2 separate regions of the Mus musculus genome follow, and region 1 is linked to region 2. A link is a contact called in public promoter capture Hi-C data. All regions are on one chromosome and are shown on one strand. Each heading gives the region's core, a stretch centred on a gene start, on an enhancer-like site or on the middle of the called end of the contact. The rest is flanking DNA. Distances are from core to core; before and after follow the strand shown. Region 1 holds the start of Celf1 (CUGBP, Elav-like family member 1). Region 2 has its middle 14 kb from the start of C1qtnf4.

Region 1 (7,002 bases), core at 3,866-6,365, 70 kb before region 2:
GCTCACAACAACCACCTGTAACTCCAGCTTTTAGGCAACCAGCACCCTCTTCTGATCCGAATGGGTGGGTACACACATGTGACATACAGATACACACTCATACACATAAATAAAAATAAATTAAAAATAAAATAGTGTGGCTACAAGGTCCAGCAAGATCAAGATGGCTCAGCAAGTAAAGCAGCCTGTTGCCAAGACTGACAGCCTGAGTTCCGGGACCCTCTTGGTAGAAGAAAAGAATCAACTCTCTCCCCAAGAGTCATATGTTAAGAAAAAACTGAATCTCAAAAATTGTCTTCTGACTTCTTTTCCACATTGTACCACAACAAGCACACACCTATACATAGAGACACTGCACAAATAATTATATTTTAAACAAAATCACAGAAACAAGCATTGCAAAGCACCTGGAATGCTTATCACTGCTGATGGGTTATAAAGTGGCCTAGGTGGGCTTGAGATGAGGCTCGGTTGGCAGGGTACTTGCTTTATAGACACAAAGCTCTGAGTATGGATTAAATCCTCAGCACCACAAAAAATTGAACTAATGATATACCTCTGAAATAGCCTTTGGAAGTAGACACTGGGGAATCAGTCTTCCAAGGTCATCCTCATATTTACAGCAGATTAAAGATTAGCCTGGGATACATGATGATTTAGTGATTGATTAAGACCATTTCATACTCTGTCAGGATCTAGTTCAGTTCCCTGCACCCATATCAGATAGCTCACAACAGCCTGTAATTCTAGCTCTAGAGGGATCCAATGCTCTCTTCTGGCTTCTATGGGCACTTTGCACACAAGTGGCATACATATTCATATTCATTCTCTCTCTCCACAAACACACAAGAATGCACAATTAAAATAGCCAGATGATACATGCCTTTAATCCCAGTACTCAGGAAGCAGAGACAGGCACCAGCCTTGTCTACTGGAGTTCTAGGCCAGTCAAGGCTACATAGTGAGGCCCAGTGGCAAAATTAATGAATTAAATTTAAAATAAACTAGTATAGCTGCACAGAACTAGCATGAGGGTTTCTCAAACACAATCACCACATAAGTAGGCCTGCCTACTTCTGAGTATATCTATGCCGGGCACCCGAGTCTACATGTAGAAAAGTATACAGGATAAATAGAGCTCATGTTGGTACTTCAAGATATCTCATTATGTACATGTAAATATCTCCATCCCCAAAAATCTTTTTTAACCAAACCCCAGTTGGTCATCATTGCACACTTGATTTTAATCCTAATATTTGGCAGAGGCAGGTAGATCTCTGAGTTTGAGGCAGCCTGGTCTACTTAGCTGGTTTGAACTACATAGTGAGACATTGTCTCAGAAAAATAAAAACAAAGGTCTTAAACCTCAGAGCACCTCTGGACTCAAGCATTTAGAATATGGGATAGTAAACCTGTAAGGAAAAGAAATAAAAACAAAAACAGGCCAGGCATGTGACACATTTCTGTTAGTACCAGTACTTGGAAGGCAGACCAGCCCAGTCTACAATAGTAAGTTTGAGGCTGGCCAGGGCGACATAGCCAGGCTACTGTCAACAACAAAAACCAGTAATTCTAAATTTAAAGCCACTGACTTGTATACCTTAAATGGATAAATTATATGGTGTATGAATTGTATTTTTAAAAAAGCACTTTTTTACAAGGCAGATGAAAGAACTTAATCAAATCCTATTACTTGCTGGTTTACAGAGTACAGAGCTAGCTGGGTGGTAGCACACACCTTTGATCCCAGCATTCTGAAGGCAGAGGCAAGAGGATCTCTGGGAGTTTAAGGACAGCCAGGGCTATACACAAACCCTCCCTGTCTCAGGGAGGCAGGGGGTACAGATCTATCTGTTGGGAAGACCAAAATCCCTGCACAGAGAAGCCTATGCTCTTGCTTCCTCTAGGTGAGAGCTGTCTTTCCCCCAAGGTATCCACTACTGCTACCATCTACAACCTACTTCTTATTAGAGCATACACACACACACACACACAAAGTGGACATATATACAATAGGTCTCTGTTAATTTCCTGTCTTACTCTTTCTTCTGACCCACATCTTTAAATGAGGGATTCTTCTGCTCCTATGCTGAGTGGAGGATCTACTGGCCTATCTCTTGTGAGCAGAAACTATACTACAGATCATTACTTAAAATTATTTAAAGTGTGGCTGGGAGCTGGAGAGATGGCTCAGAGAATCCGAGTCACATCTCCTACAATTTCTCTAACTCCAACTCCTGGGGGTCCCAGCATTCTCTTCTGACCCTCCTGGGCAGTATGCATGTGTTATACAAACAAGCTGATGAAACACCATATACTTAAGAATAAAACATGGCTAGTAAAGCCTACCACCTACTATTAAAGCTACATCACAGCCAGGCGTAGTGACACACTTGTTTTTCTATAACTTATGAGACGGGGCAAGAGGTCAGGAATTCAAGATGGGGGAAGGGGACAACACAACCAAGCTGATTAGGATAAGTCTACTTTGGTAAATAATAAATGCTTCTCCACCATGTACAAGACAGGCATGGTGGCATAGACCAGTAGTCCAGCACTTGGGAAACTGAGGTAGAATTACAGGGAATTTCAAGGTCAGCCTGAGCTGTAGAAAATGAAGATCCTACCCCTAGGAAAAAAAGAAAAGGATGTGGACTAGGGAAAAAACTCAGTGGAAGACAGCATGCCTATCAACTGTGGGAGGCCAAGAGCTGCATTCCCAGTAACACAAAAGAACACACACTGACAAAAGAAGGCTAAAGTGATGAAGACAAAGTTGGAAAGATGCGGCAGTATACACCGTAATCCCAGCACTTGGGATGTAGGCCAGTGAGGACTTCATAGGAAGACCCTGTCTTGGGGGGGTTGGAGGGGCCCACAGGGTAAAGTTGTACACATACACACCCATTTTAACAACAATCTCCGAAAGGTAAGATTTTTTTCCCATTTGAATTACCAGTATGTTTTATAATGAATCTGCAACTTCTGTAACAAGAAAAGTATGCAGACATCTTTAGAACATAAGTCATTCTGGCTCCAATTTTCACTATCTGCCCAGCAGCCCACAGGTACAATCATTGGTTAACTAACACTAATGGACACCAATTTCTAGAGGATTGTGGAGATTAAAACAAGGATCATAATAAAAGAATGACTTGACCAACTAGTAACCTACTGCAAAAAGATTTGAAAATTGTGTAGATTTTCTAACTTCAAGCCCAGAGCCCTTGCCATTCCATCACATCTTAAATCTGCATCATTGCTCATGATAGTGTGATAGTGTTGTGAATTTTTTTTTACAAAGGCAAAGCAAGCAAACCTTTGGTGGGAGATGTTTTAAAAGCACTTGCTATAATAACCTTGGGCAAATAAGTCACTTTCCTTTGTGAGAAAGCCAAAGCACTGAAGAAAAAAAAAAAAGCAACCCTTTCAACTGTAACAGCCCCTCTTGCTAATGGATCCTTGGGAAAAGAAAACCCAAAGGGTAAGAATGAATGAGAGGATGGAGACGTAGGCTCTGGAGCCAAGAGCCATTCTTAAGAGAAACAGGTGGTGGAGAAGAAGAAACCAAGAGAACTCATAAGCTTGCCAGCTAAAGTAACAGCTGCAAATCCCAGCTTTGCTTTACCATAAGCATGGCTTTCAATCCTCCCTAGGTCATGATCAGAAACCACACTCTCAGGCAATAAAACTACTAATATAAAAACTAGTATAGAGAGAAAAAAAAAATCAGTGCCGTTGCAGTTGGTCCATTCTAACCTCCATGATTTTCCAAGTACACTTGTTAATGCCAAAACCAAAAAGAACTCTAAGCAATTCCATCTGAAGACACCGTCATTCTAAGGATCTAAAAAGAAACAAACTGGAAAAAGTGAAAAAGTGCAATTCAAACCTCTTCAACTCAGAGACTAGAAGACAGAGAAGAGATCTTTTAAAGGTTAAGTTCCTTTTAAGTGTGTGCAAAGGGTGTTTGTAACCTCCTAACAATGCAGACATTATCAACAGAGTCTATGCTCTTTAAAACTGTTCAACAGCTTTTATATACAGCATTAACTCTGAGCACCAGAAAGAGATTCTGTTGTGCTAAACCAAGCTCTGACCAAAATCTCACACTTTCTCCCCGGAATCAGTCTCTAAACCAATGAGAAGCTCCTTAAAAAGCATATGCAATGGTCGGAGAAAATTAAAACAACATCCTGTCAGAACCACCACAACCGAGACACCACTACCGACTTTAAATCCAAAGCCTGGGACCTAGCGAAGAAGGCACCCTCCAGAGCCGTCCCCGCTCCTGGGTGCGAGATTCGAGCCCTGCTACTAGGCCTTGACTGGGCGAGCGAGCACCTGATGTGGGGGGTAGGGCGAGCCAAAGCGGCCCCAGGGCGAGAACTGCAAGAGCTCCGGAGGATCGAGAGGAGCGCTGCCTTCTAGGGGCGGGAATCTAGGACACCCCCGGGGGTGGGCACGAAGAACACGTGGGGCGACAGGGTCAGGGAAGCGGCGTCTCGGGTAGACAGCCGCGATCTCGCCCAGCGGACCCGGAGAGGAGGACTCGGGTGCGGTGCAGGAAGCAAGCCCTCGGGGCCGGGAGAGTGGAGGCAAAGGGCAAGGGAGCCGGGGCCAGGCCACGAGGAGGGCGGGTCTCCCTGGGAGCAGGGGCACGCGCCGGGCGGACGCGAATGGGCCCCCGAGTCCCGAGCAGTCCGCGGCCTGGTCCCCGGGGTGCGGGGAAGCGGGAGCGACCGCACCCGGAGGGCCCTGTGACCCGTAGCCGCCCGAACCTGACCCGCCCCGCGGCGCCTCCCTCCAGCCTCCCTCTCTTTCCCTCCCTTCATCCCGCGGCCCGTTATCCTGCGGCCGCCGCACTCACCAGCGGCTGCACCTGAGCCCGCCGCTGCCTCAGCTGCTGCCTTGCTCCTCCGCAGCCGCCGCTGCCTCGCTGCTGAGGCCGAATCCCGGGGGAGCCTCCGCGTCCCGCCGCCGCCGCCGCCTCTGCCGCTGCCGCTGCCGCCAGAGCAGAACACCCCAAAATGGCGGCACTTCCGGCACCTACCACCGGCGGGGAGGGCCGCCGCGGAGGGGGCGGGCGGCGAAGGGGAACGTACCACCGCGGCGCCGCCCGCCAGCGCCGAGCCGAGCCGAGCGCCGCGCAGGGGCGGGCGGAGGGCCGGCGCTGCAGCGCCCCCTCCGGCCGGGGAGTGAAGGAGCAGTCGCTCTGAAACCCTGGGGGCCGCGGGCGGAGCCCTCAGCCCTGGGAGCTGTAGGGGTGCATCTCTTTGTCTCAGAGCTGCACTGGAGGGAAGACCCCGGCCTGGGAATCTGAAGTTCTTGCCTCTGCGCACCGCACTAGCTGCACCTCTGGCGGGCAAGCAACGCAGCTTGGCAATGAAAAATACACATAATAAATATCGAATGAATGAATGAATGAATGAATGAATGAATGAATGAATGAATGAATGATGGGTGCTTGGCTAACACTGGACGCAGGGCACACCCTTTCTTTTTGCACATCAGCATACAGACAACTGTATCCAGGCCTTCCTTCTGATGGAATGTGTGTTGCAAGCTTTCAGAGTTAGGGAAGTGCCTGTACAGAGATGTTCAACTGCATGCATGCGCAATCTGGCAAAAATCCCTGCGGCACCAGAAAGCTCTTAAGTATTCTATTAAGAGACTACCCAGTCCAAACCTACTCTTCTTGGGAAAAAAAATAACAATTAAAACACTTTTTACGAATCCAGCACCCCCTTTTAGGATTCGGTATTCCTAACCTGCATCTAGCTGGATTCACGCATTAAGTGTGTTGTTTATTACACAAAGTCAGTGAAATGTGAGACAATGAAATGCAGATTGAGAAAACTTAGTTCTGGGAGGTCAGGGCTCCATCAATTTACAAATTACTCATGAGTTGGCAATTATTTCTCTTTATCACTTAGCTTCCTAAAGCAAAATATATATCCACAAATGCCGGTTATACCCTACCCTACCCTACCACACTCACTAAGGCAGCCCCCACCCCTGCCCCAAGCAGCAGCCAAGAGTTTTCCCCTGTGCTAGAGGCACAAACAATCATGTAGATCAAAACAATTAGCCCCTAGGTTGTTCATTATCAAATTACCTAAATTGTACTGTAAAGCTTTGGTTGTTTTTTGTTTTTTTTTTTTTTTGTTTGTTTTGTTTTTTTGAGAGTTTCTCTGTGTAGCTCTGGCTGTCTTAGAACTCCCTCTTGTTACTGAGACTGACCTCAAACTCACTTGGTGATCCGCCTGCCTCTGCCTCCCCTAAATGCTGGGATTAAAGGCGTGTATCGCCACACCCGGCCTGTTCGTTCCAATTTTCAAATTGGTTTTCTACCTTCTTGTTGTTGATTGATGGGAATGGAGTTAGAGATGTAACTTGAATTAGTTGCATATAGATGGATACGTTAGGAAAAATTAGAGTGGTTATGAAAGATGGAACACTGGTATTTTTAACTAGTTCTTGAATAAGACTCTTGGCAAAAAAAATAACTGTTAGGAGAAAAAATTAGTCCTGCTGGTAATGGAAGATTTCTAAGAGTCGTTAGGGTTACTGCAGAGAATTTATTTCATTGGAGGGATAATGATGAAAATAATGTTTGCGTTGTTAGGGTCTGAGAATTTGGGAATAATCCACTATGAAAACCAAGTTTTGAGCCAGCAAAATGTTTCTTTATTCAACTTTATTCAAAGGCTGATATATCAGGGAGACGGCGGGGTTCAGGATCCAAAACTATGTCAGTCAGGGGCAGAACAGAACAACTTTTTGCTCCTGTACTTTTTTCTTTTCTTTTTAAAAGATTATATATATTCTAGCTGTCTTCAGATACACCAGAAGAGGGCATCCCATTACAGTGGTTGCTGGGAATTGAACTCAGGACCTCTGGATCTCTGGAAGAGCAGTCAGTGCTCTTAACTGCTGAGCCATCTCTTCAGCCCCAGAACAACTTTTAAAGACAAAACTCCACAGACTACGTGGGGTAGG
Region 2 (6,890 bases), core at 3,593-6,092:
TTTTTATATTTACCCAAACTCTCTACAGTGAATGGGTATTTACTGCTTTCACTTCAAAATTACGAGCTGGGTGGCATTTACTGCTCTTGCAGAGAGGTCCTAGGTTCAGTTGCTCACTGCTGTCTGTGACTCCAGTTCCAAGGGGTCCACTGACACACTCTTCTGACTTCCACAGGCACTGCATGCACGCTGTTTGCACAGGCAAAATACTGACACATGAAATACAAATACATACATACATACATACATACATACATACATACATACATTCATACATAAATGGAACTGGACATGATGGCTCACACTTGTAATTCCAGCATTTAAGAGGCCAAGACAGAAGAATCCTGAGTTCAAGGCCATCATGGGCTGTGTAATGAGACTCTGTCAACAAACAAAATAAAATAAATTAAGTTACTTTTCTTTTCTTTCTTTTTCTTTTCTTTCTTTCTTTTTTGTTTTTTGTTTTGTTTTGTTTGTTTGCCTTTTAGCTTTGGTTTTTTTCAAGACAGAATTTCTCTATGTAGTCCTGGCTGTTCTGGAACTTTCTCTGTAGACTAGGCTGGCCATGAACTCAAGAGACTCAACTTCTGCCTCCCAGGTGCTAGGATTAAAGGTGTGCCCACACTGACCAGTTTACATCAAGTTATTTTTCAAAACAAAAAGTATTTTTTTAGAGTAGAACTAGAGAGATGGCTCAGAGATGAGGAACACTGGTTGCTTCTGCAGAGGACTTGAGTTTGGTTTCCAACCCAACATGGCAGCTCATACCCTCTGTACTTCCACTTTCAGGGGATCAAACTCCCTTATCAGGTCTCTTGGTCAGTTGCATGCAAGTTGTACACAGACACACATGTAGGCAAAACACCCATACACATATAAAACAAATGAAATTTAACTTGTTTCCTAATATTTTTTTTCAGAGTGAGAAAAGACCTTTAAGTATGATGAAAATCCCAACATTATTTCAAGAACTGATGGGTACATTTTACTGTTGTTTAAAAGAGGAGGATTGGGTGCAGTGGCACTGCCTGTAGCTCTAGTACTTGGCAGGCACATGCCTTGGCAGCTACATGCCTGTAGCTCTAGTACTTGGCAGGCACAGGTAGAAAGATCATGAGCTCAGGTCTAGTCTGGTGTACATGGCAAGCTCCAGGCCTGAGATAGGAAATAAGACCATCTTCAAAATAAACAAGCATGGTCCCCAAAACACACGCACACACACACACACACACACACAAAACAAACAAACAAACAAACAAACAAACAAAAAAAAAAAAAAACAAGGGCTGCTGAGAAGGCTCAGTGGTTAAGAGCACTGGTTGCTCTTTCAGAGGCCCCTGGTTTAATTCTCAGCACACACAGTGTTGTTCACAACCTGCTGTAGCTCCAGTACCAAGGGACCTAATGTTCTCTTATGGCCTGTAGGAATACAAGACACTCAGGTTGTGAGTGGACACACATGCAAGCAAAATACCTATACACATACAAAAAATTTAACAGGTGTAGTAGGTAAAGGTCTTTGCTGCCAAACCTGACAGTCTGAGTTTGACCCCCAGGACCTGATGGAAGGAGGGAACTGACTCCTGCAGGTTTTTCTTCATCCTCACACTTGGGCTGTGGCAGAAATACAGTTACAGAAGGAGTGAATAGAGGAATGTAATTTTACAAATAGAAATGCAGGTCTTTCCATTCCTTTCTTAGTCACTGTTCTGTTGCTGTGAAGAAACACCATGACCAAAGCAACTCTTAGGAAAGAACATTTAATTGAAGATTTGCTTACACTTTTAGAAGGGAAGTCCACCATCATCACGGGGAGGGCGTGGTGGCCTCATGCACAACACTGGGACAGAAGCTGAGAACTGCATCCAGATCCGAAGGTCCAAAGGCAGAGACGTAGACAGAGAGAGAGAGACAGAGAGACAGAGAGACAGAGAGAGACAGAGACAGAGAGAGAGAGATTGAGAGAGAGACAGAGAGACAGAGAGGAGACACAGAGAGACACAGAGACAGAGACACAGAGAGAGACAGAGAGACACACATGGAAAGACAGAGACAGACAGAGACAGACAGAGACTCTGGGTTTGGTATAGGCTTTTGAAATGTCAAAGTACACTCCCAGGGATGCCCCCCCAAAACAAAACAAAACAAAACAAAAAAAAAACAAAACAAAAAACCACAACAAACCTTACCTGGGTGGTGGTAGCATACACCTTTAATCTGAGCACACAGGAGACAGAGACAGGGGAGTGTGAGGCCAGCCTATTTTACAGAGTGAGTTCTAGAACATCGAAGACTACAAAGAGAAACATTGCCTTGAAAAACAAAAAACTGGAGAGATGGCTCATCAGTTAAGAGCACTGGCTGCTCTTCCAGGAGTCCTGAGTTTAATTCCCAGCAACCACATGGTGGCTCACAACCATCTGTATTGGGATCTGATGCCGTCATCTGGTGTGTCTGAAGACACTGACAGTGTACTCATATACATAAAATAACTAAATAAATCTTAAAAAAAAAAAGAAAGAAAAATCAAACAAGCAAAAGCCCACCCCCAGTGACATACTTCCTACAACAAAGCCACATCTCTTAATCCTTCCAATCCTTTCAAATAGTGCTACCCCTGGGGACTAATCATTCAAATATGTGAGCCTATGGGGCTCATTCTTATTCAGACCACAATAACCTTCGTTCTTAACGTTCTACTGGGTTAAGTGATTTTAAAAGCTTGACTCTGACACCCAAATATGAGATTTCTCTCCCAGAGTGGTATTGCGTGTAAATACGATAGAGGCAGCACCACTGATGACCTACTAATCTCTCCAAACAGAGGTTTCTCCCCGGATAAGCACAGGTGGGTTAACCTACCGGGGTGAAGGGCAGAAGGGGTTAAATAGGCAAAGGCCACAGACTGGGTCATCTCTGAGCTCCTTGCTCTCCCAGGAATGAGCCAGGTGTGGGGGGTGTCTAGCTAGAAACAGGGAACTATTTAAGGATAGCATTTACCATTGGTATTATCATTTTCATCATCTTTATTCTTTGTGAAAACACCAAATCATTTCTTTAGGTTTCCAAACTCAGAACCTAGCTAGTGTCATATATAATACTACAATAAATTTGGGGGTGGGAGGACACAGTAAAGACATACCCACCAGGTGTTTTCAGAGTCAGCTTTACATATTTCTCTAATGTTTGGGCTTTCTCTGCCACACCACTGTGACCCTTTCCTGGGACTTATCTCAAGGGCTCCTCAGCACCCTGGTTTTGCAGCTCATTTGGAATGACTAGGTACCTTAGCTTTCTCTCATTATTTCTTCCTGTGCAGGGTTTCATTGCCTTCTCTAAACCATGCCTTTCCTCTGCTTGGCTTAGCAATGTTTCCCCAGGGACAATGAGGAACAGCTAGGCTGAGTACCCGGCCTTCCCTGACAACTGCCAGTTTATTCCCAAGAGGAGCCCAGTCCTCGGCTCACTCGCCTGACACTGAAAATAAGTCAGGGATATGTTTGTCCTTTTGAGAGCCCTGATTTCCAAGGACTCACCTTTCCTTCCAGCTCTTATGCCTTTTAAATAGTGTTAGTTACACCCTCTGTGATGCTAGGCTGGCGTCTTTGGTTCTGTCCTCCTTTCTCCCACTGAGAGACTTTCTGCAAATGGCATGTCCTCATTTCTTCTTTAGACCTTCCTATACTATTTGTACCACATTGCCATCTAGTTTCTAAATTCGAGATAACTTTTCTCTGACTTCCTTAACTCATTTAAGCATCGATTCAGTCTCTCCCCACCATGCCCTTTCCTCTTAAGTTAGCTCCCCCTCTTTCTGATTTTTGAGACAAAGTCTCACACCATAGCCTAGGCTGGCCTCAATCTTAAGGCAATAGTTCTGCCTCTGCCTGCCAAGTGCTGAAATTATAGGTGCCAAGTCTGGCTGTGGTTCCTGGCTTACTGACTGACAGCACCAGGTGTCCCTTTTCATGATCAGAAGGAAGTTTAGGAGAGAAGCTTCAGGCAGCCAGAGGGGGGCTGCAGCGATTGCCATTGGTTCCCCTAATTTGTCTCTGGATCATGGGAATCGCATATCAAATATCCAGTATAGCAGATATTTACATTACTATTCACATCAGTAGCACAATTACAGTTATGAAGCAGCAATGAAAATAATTTTATGATTGGGGGTCACCACACATGAGGAACTGTATTAAAGGGTCACAGCATCAGGAAGGTTGAGAACCACTGGTTTAGCTGGGGGAGATTATAGTGGCTGCAGCACTAGCTGTGTCTCCAGTCCACTGCTATATAGCCACTGGAATGTGGCTAGGTGGTCCAAGATATCCTTCCAAAGGGATTTGGCTTCCATGTCTCACTCTGTGTCTGGTTCCTCCCACATTATCATCAGTTACACCCAGATGTGAATTCTACCTCTCTGGTGCTTACTAACAAATTTACATCGTTTTTTGTAATTGTTTTCTCATTTGGAAACTGGGGATATTACCTGGATTGTGGGGCCACTGCTAACACATGTGTGTACCTGGACTCCACTTAGCTCAGGGGTTCTCATGGGTCTTACATTCTTGGTGAACTGTCCCCACCCTTAGCTTTATTCTGTAGCTGAATTTTTATTGTTTTGTTTTGTTTTTTCCTTTGTGGCTCTGACCAAGGGGAGGACAGAAATGTAGATGATTTGGGGAAAGTTAGGCAATGAGGGGGTGGACAGGAATTTCAAAGAGGCGAGGAGGAATTAGGCTGTTTAAAACATCTGTGACTGCAGAACTCTACACCCACTTTCCATTTATAAATAGCCCTGTCTCTCAGCCCAGCTCCTCCTGCACAAAGGCTGCATGGAAGATAACACAGATAGCAGCTGCTGGCGGACAAACATAGAGCAGAGGCTGCGGACCTGTGCCTGTGGGGCTTGGGCTCAGGCTGCAGGATGAAAAGAAGGCAGGGAGAAGTCTTGAGAGCTGTGGGTCAGAAAAAGATACCACCCATGGCCCTTAGGGTAGATAAAACTGCAAGAGACTCCTGTGCCCTAGCCACAACAGAGCTAGCCTGAGGCTTATCTACCTTCTGTCCTCCCTCGGTGGACAGAAAAGATAGGAGACACACCTCTGAGGCAGCACTCCTGAGAACCTAGGGTGATTTTTCTGAAGAGAGGCAGGGCAGAGAGGACTCCAGGGTTTCTGCCTTAGGAAACAGGGTGTTGATAACATGTCTTAGAAACTTGGAGAGCAGAAATACTGCTACAGGCTTGGGAACAGAGGCTACTATGTAACTCAGTGTGGGATTCTGTGAGACACTCAGGCAGGTCTGTGCGGAGACAGCTGGACACATATCCAACAAGTGTCTGCTGAATAGTAGAATGTGCTGGTCTCTGCTCCAGGTGTTCCTTCAATGGCCTTGAAGAAAGGGTAGGACAGCCAGAGAAGCAGTCCCGCTGCTCTTCAACTCCTTTATGAATTTTATTGACTTTGCTGTTATCTGTAAAATATCCCCTATCCTAGCAGTAATAGCTACAACGCACCAAATGCTAACTGGACCCATATACTTGATTTAATACTCCAGTAAGCATTATTTCTTATTTTAGAGATGAGAAGGTTGAATTCAAGAGGATTAAAGCTTTAACTTATAGTTCAATTGTAGAATGTTTGCCTTGTATGCACAAACCCTGGATTCAGTTAACAGCTCCATAAAATCAAAACCAAGAGCCGGGTGTGGTGGCGCACGCCTTTAATCCCAGCACTCAGAAGGCAGAGGCAGGCGGATTTCTGAGTTCAAGGCCAGCCTGGTCTACAAATTGAGTTCCAGGACAGCCAGGGCTATACAGAGAAACCCTGTCTCAAAAAACTCCCCCCCAAAAAACAAACAACCCCCCCAAAACAAAACCAAACCCCAAACCAACCGAGCAAGAACCACAAGTAACTGATCTAAAACCCCACAGCTGGTGACAGAGCTAGAGACTGCTCCCATTCCACCATCCTGTCTCTGGTTTTAAAAAACAACTCGGTCAGAGAGATGGCTCAGTGGGTACAGGCACTTGCTGCCAAGCCTGGTGACTGGAGTTGAATCTCTGACATGTTCTTAAAGGAGAGAACTGACTCCTACAGGTCATCCTCTGGCTTCTATATGTATTCACAGCCTTAGCAGACCGTCTCCCCATTTCCAGCTGCATGAACACACAACTTAAATACTGAAGAAACCAATGTCACGCCTTCATTAAATGTTTAATGACTGCCCGGCTAGATATGAACTATCCATCCCTCTTGTGACTCCATGATGCTTGTACCACTCCGCCAGCAGTAAGCAGTGTTTCAGAGCTCAGGGAGAGCACATTTTACATATGGTTTCAACTAATCTAACATTCCTTCATTGTGCATGTACGGCGTATGGAGCACACGCCATGCCACACGTGGTCCCAAGACTGAACTCATGCTTGACATCAGATGTCTTTACCTGATGAGCCATCTTTATTCCCTACTAGACTTTTCATGATCTTATCATTTGTGCATCTCTCAGTGGACAGGAAACACCATGGAAGACAAGAATATTTACCACAGGACTTCTGTCCTCTGCTGTGCAGAGGGGTAGGCTGGTATTGAATTCCAGGGGCAAGTGAGCAGGACAATGCATGGCTGCTCCCATTCTCACCCCTCTCCTTTGTTTTTAGCCAAAAGACATTCTCATCAGTCCTTCTGCCACCAGGAAGGCAGGGTCCCAGACTGGATAGAGAATGTGCAATGCTGGGTCTTGTCCTTACCTAACCTTTGGCACTTCCTGCTCCTCGGAAGCAGATGCAGTACCTGACATTTGCCATGGAAACCTGGCTTTTCTAGGGAACTCTTTTGGCTGCCTTTCTGAGGTAGAGGTTGGTGCCACATAGTTTCAATTGGAGAGTTGGA

Evidence for each region. Promoter capture Hi-C pulls out the DNA fragments that hold promoters and counts their contacts.
Region 1: a contact with region 2 is called in a promoter capture Hi-C map of 3T3-L1-derived adipocytes, with 2.6 times the contacts expected there. The contact joins the promoter of Celf1 here to the enhancer-like site in region 2. A contact is called at or near these places in 17 of 39 promoter capture datasets (the 3T3-L1 cell line, 3T3-L1-derived adipocytes, the C10 cell line and 11 more), 2 of 15 datasets of contacts at CTCF or cohesin (embryonic stem cells and pro-B cells), 10 of 484 Hi-C or Micro-C datasets (the G1E-ER4 cell line, cardiomyocytes, cerebral cortex and 5 more), 7 of 115 datasets of contacts at active chromatin or transcription factors (the 230-238 cell line, the SCID.adh cell line, bone marrow-derived macrophages and 3 more) and 3 of 9 other capture datasets (adipose tissue, liver and pancreatic islet).

Annotation. Positions count from the first base shown.
Region 1 is chr2:90,938,510-90,945,511 of GRCm38.p6, reverse strand. It overlaps Celf1 (CUGBP, Elav-like family member 1), which reads right to left and starts at 5,115. Exons shown (of 14, transcript NM_198683.2): 1 at 4,871-5,115.
Region 2 is chr2:90,868,408-90,875,297 of GRCm38.p6, reverse strand. No RefSeq gene overlaps it. Among named protein-coding and RNA genes, the nearest start is that of C1qtnf4, 14 kb to the left of the region's middle. Within about 2 kb of position 4,842, at least 110 of the 459 cell types and tissues checked have an H3K27ac peak or open chromatin away from gene starts, as enhancers often do. A contact at or near this core is called in 3T3-L1-derived adipocytes, the G1E-ER4 cell line, adipose tissue and 7 more, where this site is marked.